Linked DNA regions of Gossypium hirsutum: region 2 is linked to region 1. The links are chromatin contacts, called in public Hi-C maps. All regions are on one chromosome and are shown on one strand. Each heading gives the region's core, a stretch centred on a gene start, on an enhancer-like site or on the middle of the called end of the contact. The rest is flanking DNA. Distances are from core to core; before and after follow the strand shown. Region 1 holds the start of LOC107910566 (ABC transporter B family member 11). Region 2 has its middle 19 kb from the start of LOC107910549.

Region 1 (3,888 bases), core at 1,033-3,532:
TTACATCACCACCGCTGTACCCTCTGTCCAAAACCATCCTTGCACCGAACCATATAGCCAAAGAATAACTGCAGAATATGACTAGAAAAAGCACGCCAAGGCCTAGTCCGGCAGCAAAGCCTTCATGAACTCCCGATGTATAAGCAGCACCGAGAAACTTGTTGTAATTGCTAATGGCTTGCTTCTCACCAGTAAATGATGCAACCTGGAATCAGATTGAACAATTAGTCATATTTTTTCATCGAAAACAAAAAATACAACTATTCTTCGCATAGAACATACAGTTCTGATGGAACCAATTGTCTGTTCGACTACAGAGGCAGCTTTAGCATAAGCATTTTGTCCACGGGATGCCATCTTGGATACTATAAGGGCCATGACTCCACCAGATATTACAATGGGAGGGATAGAAGACAACATGACAAGGGTAAGAAGCCATCCTTGCACAAAGGCTATAACAAAACCTCCAATAAATGTGGATACCAACTGTATAAACTTCCCAACCTGCAAACCACAAGCAAACATTTCCATGATAACATGTATATATAGGATGATTTCGATTGCAGAGTCAAGATATACATTACCTTCTCACCCATGGCATCCTGTATGAGAACTGTGTCCCCAGACATTCTTCCAACAACCTCTCCCGTGTTGGTTTCCACATCAAAGAAAGCAACATCTTGCCTCAATATGGTTTTCAAGTACAATCCCCTTATTCGAGCTGCTTGTCGCTCACCTGTGACCATCCAACAGGTCACCTCTGCAAACAACATACCACGTTAAATACATCTGTATGGGATAAAACATTAGATGCATGGTTTAAATGAGAGATTTACTTACGAAGGAACGCTGCCACCCCTGCACCTACAGCCAGGTAGACGAATCTCAAAGCAACCTATGATGTTTCAAGAACCAAGTCATTTAAAAAATTCAACAAAATAATGGAATCTTTTAAAAAGAAAAGGCTCACACACACACGTATTGTGTTGATACAAGTTCATGTTACATGTTATAGTACCCTGGAGACAACATCAACCACTCTGTCGTCATTTTGATTTTCACCAAAAGCATCAATGAGATCCCCAAACAGGATAGTCATAAGGGGCATACATATACCGTTACCGACTGCGCCTATTGTGCCGACGATCATCAACAAGGTATCCCTTGAATCGGCAAATGCAAACAGCTTGTAAAACGGAACCGTGTTAGTTTTCTCATCATCAACCTTCTTACTTTCTAGATTGTCTCCGTTGGAACCGGAGACTTTGTTAGGCTCTTCCTGGATTTTCGATGTGCTGGCCTCATGCAGGTCAGTAGGATCACTAAATCCATTCTCAGAGTCCATCGTGGGGGTGGGGGGCCTCCCAAACTGTTACCTTGATTTTTAACACCAAAACTTCAGAATCTATGAGGTTTATTTATTGTATTACGCACGCAGGAAAACAATTGAAAGCATTGGTCAAGAAAGCCAGATTAAGAACAAAAAATCTACTGTTTGCTTGTACAGTACTACTAGCTAAGGATCTGAAACAGGATTCAAAGGGTTTCTCAATCTATAAGCAGCTTAAACATAAAAAATAAAAGACTTTTTCTAGTCTGTTTCAAACCCAGAAAAGCATCCATCTTGGAATTTGGAAATACGGTTGCAATCAAATCAATTACACTATAAAGAAACTTAGTACCTCTAAAGAGTGTACCATCAGCAGAAAAGGAAAAAAAACAAAGGATAAAGATCCTAGAGAAGATGAACAGAAGAAGGAGAGAGAAAAGGTGGTTTCTCTGTCAATGAAATACAACTAAAAGGGAAACCCGGTTTCATGATTCGTTTGGTTAGAAGAGACGACATAAAATGACGACCGATCATCATTGGTTTACTCCTAAGTGAAGAATAAACTCTCAGCAAAACCCACCATTTGAACATAACCCAAAATCCCAGAACCCAGATGCCTTCCTAAGTCCCAACTCTGCAACGATTAAAGGGGAAAACAAATGAAAAGAGACATTAAGAAGAACAGACCTACCAAAATTTCAAAAGGGTAGTTGGAAATTTGTCCAGTTATTCCAACTTTGTGGCCAACTAGCCTTCTGTTTTATGTTTCAGCTGTTTAAAAACATATTTATATTAAATCTTTGGTGAGAGGCTTTCCTTGAACAGCACGTATTTTGCCTTGTCGATTAGTCTTCACTACTTTTATTTTGGGATAGGTAAAGGTAGTCTTCACCATTATTCAATTGCGAATTTCGAGTTTTTCCACTTTGCCAACCATGGTCTCCACGGATCCAATTTATTTTTCCTCCTCTCCAAGCAAATATTATATTATATTATATGCTTTTTCCGACAATATACAAGATTTTAGCTGTTGATATGCTTCTTCGTCAAAATTATACAAACCATGTTCAGTCATAATTGTAACCAATTTAATTGTTATTATAGTAAAGTTTCGAGTCTCAATTTATTGAAATAATTATGAAAAGAAGGGGTAAATTAGAGTTGATCCATCTTATCTTTGCTTCTAATCATTGTTGCTTTTAAATAATTTGAAAGAAATATGTTCAAAAGAGGCGTTCGTGTGTACATTTGATGAAAGATGATTTCGAAATGATATGGACAGGGAGACAGAGAGAGAGAAATGAAAGCACCCATTGGCCAACTTTTTTAGGGACAGATAATTATGTTTGAATTAACCTAAAGTATGGGTTGTTTTATGATGTAAATTACACCTTTTTTTTCACTCAACTAATTAGATTTATCATAATTTTAACATAGTGACTATTAACTCGAGTCCTAAATAAGATTTGGGTCACCTACCCATGACCTGGATAGGTCTCACCAGATGATCGAATGAGAAGCGAATCACGAGAGGACAGTGAAGGGTGTTCGTGAACCCAGCTCGCATGGCAGGCTCGCGGATCTAGCTCGCACGAATCAAGGGAAGGCCGCGGTCTCAATTTGCATGCGTCCAAGGAGCTCATAGAAGGGGGACTGCATGTTCTGCAGACAACTCAGAGCGAAACATGTGTTCAGCAGGCCTGAAGCCCGCATCGAATGTCAGTGCTAGGAATGGTAGAGTCAAGACAAAACAGTGAGATTCTATCATCAGCTGTAATAATATGTATAAATACTTGAATACTCTCAGTAACAAAATACAAGATAAATTACTTGACGTATCGTTTGATCTGAGTTTAATCCTTTCATGTTCCATTTTCACATCTGTCTCATGTTTGTTTTATCCATTGAAAGTTTTTTTGATATATGTTTTGTAAGAATGGAAGAACCAAGAGTGACCTCGCTAGATGGTGCTCAACAGCTTTAGTTTTTAGTGAATCTGACTACTGCCCTCCTTACCGTACCAAAAAGGGGAAAAGGCATGTTTTTCCTTCATTGAAAAGTTGAAGTCTGCAATGAAGGTTTTTAGTTGATTTCATCTTTGTTTTTGTTTTTGGGAAAAATACTCATTTTGGTACTTACAATTTTCTTTTACTTATGCTGAGCTTCCGTCTGTGTTAATATTTTGGACGGGTATTAGTTTGTGAAAGTAAAGGGCATAGAAAAATAAATGGAATCATCTTTTTTATATAATTTAAGCAAGCTAGTGGCTAAAGAACTTTAAAAAAGTTGAAGCCCTAATAATATCCTTTCCTCCAAAAATAAATTTAATCATAAAATATATCATCATTGGAGCAGGCATATTTTAGTCAAATTTGATGTCTGACTTTATTTACAAGTCTCCATCTAGAAATAGGACCTATGTGAATGCCATTTATGTGATCACCATTTCGCCTTCTTTTCTTTTTTTTTTTTTTTTAAGTGATCAAAAAGTAAACTAATTATTTTTATGAAAAATTTCATCCATTTCTATTGTTAAAAACTTACATGTGGTTGACAGA
Region 2 (3,888 bases), core at 805-3,304, 41 kb before region 1:
GAGCTTACTCGCCGAATTTAGTGACCTCGAACTATTGTTTCTGACATCATTGAAAACCAGGCTGTTATAATAAATCACGATTTCCTTGATAACTAAAATATTGTCAAACTTAAACCAGGATAAATATATGCAACACCCACATATGATAGTACATATGCCGAATAAATATGAATTGAAAAACTTGGGCCATCATGCTAAGATCTCGTTAGTTGTAAACTAGTTTGTATTTTCTGTAATGCATGGATCAGTTATGTGCATTCAATTTATAATATTAGATTTTGTTTAAAATTTTTAATGAATTTTTTCAAAATATCATTAATAAATTGAAAAAATGTCATAATTACAAAATATTTTTTAAAAAATATTTAAATAATTTAGAATTGATTATATTAATATTATTTCATTTTAAAAGTATTTAATATTAAAATAATACAAAAATTGGTTTGAATATTAATATTAATATATTATAATTTAAATAATAGTATTAGTAACTCCTAACATGTTAATTTATATATATCGTTAAATTAATTTTTTTTAATGTTAAAATTGTTCAATTTTTTTAATTTTATATTTTATTCCTTAAATGCAAGTAACTCTTATTATATTTGAATATATATATTTATTTTGATAATTATAATTAATATATTTTTTAAAACTATATTTTAAAATTTAATATTCATTAAGTTTAATATTAAAACATTAAAAGTTAATTCAATTAAGTAAGATACTAAAATATTAAAGAGATAATTTATTTAAAATCAACTTTATATTTAACATATAAAAAAATTATGAACAAAAATTTTAAACAAAAGACATAAAAAAAAACTTCAAGAAATTAAAAGGCAAGGAAAGAGTAATTTACTCAAATTGTAAATAAGTGCTTCAAGTGGAAAGTGTCATATGTCCGAAAATGGTAATATGAAACATAATTATATATTTTATTCTTTTTTTAACTTCATATTTCTATAGTGATATTATTTTACATTTACACAGTGTAAGATTCAAACCTGAGACCTTAAAGTTCTCGTGAGCTTAACCATACCATTAAGTCAATGCCTCATTGGTTATAAATTTATTTTTAAAAGGGTATAATGATAAATTTATCTCTTAATGTTTATATCTTTTGTCAAATTGGTTGTTATTCTTTTTTTGAGCTAAATTTGACTCTCAATCTTTTACAGAGAGTCGAATTTGACCATCAATATTTCAAAAAGAGACGAATGAATTTTTTTTTCACAAAAAAAATTTGACTAAAATGTTAAAGTTTTAAACATGGCAACCCACATGACAATACACATATACTTTATGCTAATTTTTTTATATTTTTTATTATTTTAAATTAATTTTTAACCTGACATATAAAATAAATAGTGTCATGTCAATATGAAGTACATATAGATTGTTATATAAGTTGCTATACTAACATTGGTAATAAATGAATGGTTTAATTAACGTTTTCGTTAAAAACTAAAAATAATAAGGAATAAATTGAAAAAAAATATAAATGTTGTTGATTTTGCCAATTAAAAACTGTTATTATTTTACAACTAAGATCCCAAGGGATTCATGAAATAAGTTTTCAAATACGAGGCATTCCTGAAATCATAGGATTAAACATATTTTTCACTGAACTTGAGACTAAATGTGTTTTAATCCAAAAAAAAATCAATCCAAGATAAGACTAAATGTGTTTTGACACAAATACAGTCACATTAATTCAAGATTAAACAAAAATACGATGTAAATGTAAATGTATTAGTAGGAGAATAAAAGGGTAAAATGATTTGGAGGAAGCTTTTTGTGGGAATGATGAGATTTGAAGGTTTCTTTATGCTTTAATCTTCTTTTGAGTGTAATTTCATCTGGAAAAAGAAAACATTTGATGCTGTCAGGCTGTAATTGAGAACCTGCGAAATATACTGTACCTAATAAATAGAGGAATCTTCATTAAAAGGAACAACCAAAATTTAAATCTCAGACCAACACTAGCACAAACTCACCTTCAGCCATTGGATCATTTATATGGATGAAGTTTATACACACTCAAGGATTACAGCTCTTAAACCATTTCCACTCTTTGTTTTGCTTTTAACCTTTCGGGTGAGGTGGAGATATAGTAAGTAAGCTTGAGGTTCAAGCTTCTTTGCTTTTGACCCAAAGAGTGTGTGTTTTCATTGAAGTAAATAGAGAATCTGTAAAGACAAAATGATAGGTTTTCATGTGAAGCTGAGACCATTTCTATACTATAAATCAATAATAATTCCCCTTGTCTTTTTTAACTCAAACAAAATTAATATCATATTTATATAAATTTTGACTTCTCTCACGTATCAGTCCCATTCCCACAACAATGATTGATTAAAAAGAGTAATGATACATGGCTGAACATTTGATTAAGGGCGGTGGTCACCATCCCTAATTTGTGTACCATTTCACTCCTGAATATCAAGGATTATTAGTTATGTTGCTCTTTGCTTGCTTTTCATTAATCATACTAATTTGCATTCTTACTCTTTTGGAAACCTATTCCAATCATTCCACTTCCTAACTATATGGGACCTATCTTCTTAATTAATGAACCCTCAATTTTTTTCCGTACAAAAATTGCCTGTTGCTTTACTCCTTTATTTGATCATACACCATCTTTTTCCTTCCAATTATTAGATTTCTTTTGTAAAAAAAAAAATTAGGGGTTTCGATAACTATTGTCAAGTTCAAGTCTTAATACGAGAATAATTATCAGGTTTAAAGATTAATTTAGATAAAAAAAAAGTTAAAACATTAATGTTGAAACAATAACCTAAACAATTACCAAACTCAGAATCTAATTTGGACCCAACCTAATCTAAAAATAGGTGTGAAATTCAAGCGCTCATATGTTATAAGCTTAGATGTAGGTGTAAATAAATGAGGTAATTCTAGGCCCATGTATACCACCGTTTGGGCTTATTCCTACTTACATTGGGACCATTTCTGAAGAAGTGTTTCCTACCACCTCAGCAATAGATGTATTTAATTATTTTATGTGAAATTAGATACAAGTCTTTTTCCCTGAATCATGGTAGAAAAGATGATGAAAAAGAAGGCAAAAACATATTTTTAATGACTCTTTGTCTTCAAATATTACGAAATTTTTACATGATTCTAAGTTGTAGCATACATGTTTTTTGATGGGAAAGAATAAAAGAGCAACCTTGTCGGCAACTAAAGTTGCAGGCCTGAATCAACATATAAGCAAAAAGATTTTTCTTTTTCCTTGGTTTTCATCATCTCTTTTATCAATTATAGTTGCAAGCGATTTGGATTTAGCTTTACATTGAAATATGGTAATTGCTAACTTTTAATCTTGGATTTTTCATGTTTCTCATCCTATTTTACTGGTGTGAGATTTTAGACCATTTTAGTTGCAATGATCTACTAAAAAAAAATCACTTATTTACGTTATCATTTCTATTAATTTCTGTGTCACACACAGTTTCACCCTCACACTTCCCTTCATCAATTCAAACAGCTCCAGTTCTGATCTTTGTTTGTTGACATCTGAATTGCCTATTATCGCTCTCTTCAAATCCAATATACAACATCATTCCAACCCACCCTTGGCTCCCATTATAAATTGCAAAGCTGCACCACCTCTTCCCATAGTCTGTTTGAATAAGAACATCCTACAAGCAAATGAACCAACTATAATTATCCCCCAATCCTAGGAAACTGAAGAATGCTTAGGAACATAAAGAAAACACCAAATAACCTTGCCCCAACCCACTTTACTAGCTTTTGGCCTTATTTCCTGTCGAGCTTTGCTCACAACATCTCTCTCTCCCTGTACAGGCCAACGTTTTACTTTGAAAATTTTGGGAAGCTTCAGTTTTCAATCCCATCAGCTTC

What was found. A called contact is a pair of places that touch in the nucleus more often than the background predicts.
Region 2: a Hi-C map of leaf shows a contact between it and region 1, with 2.6 times the contacts expected there. The contact joins the enhancer-like site here to the promoter of LOC107910566 in region 1. A contact is called at or near these places in 6 of 34 Hi-C or Micro-C datasets (fibers, leaf, seedling and 1 more).

Annotation. Positions count from the first base shown.
Region 1 is chrD08:47,669,958-47,673,845 of Gossypium_hirsutum_v2.1, reverse strand. It overlaps LOC107910566 (ABC transporter B family member 11), which reads right to left and starts at 2,282. Exons shown (of 13, transcript XM_016838441.2): 1 at 2,022-2,282; 2 at 1,019-1,376; 3 at 841-895; 4 at 585-760; 5 at 283-504; 6 at 1-205. The coding sequence starts at 1,345.
Region 2 is chrD08:47,710,352-47,714,239 of Gossypium_hirsutum_v2.1, reverse strand. No RefSeq gene overlaps it. Among protein-coding and RNA genes, the nearest start is that of LOC107910549, 19 kb to the left of the region's middle. Within about 2 kb of position 2,054, at least 3 of the 9 cell types and tissues checked have an H3K27ac peak or open chromatin away from gene starts, as enhancers often do. A contact at or near this core is called in fibers and leaf, where this site is marked.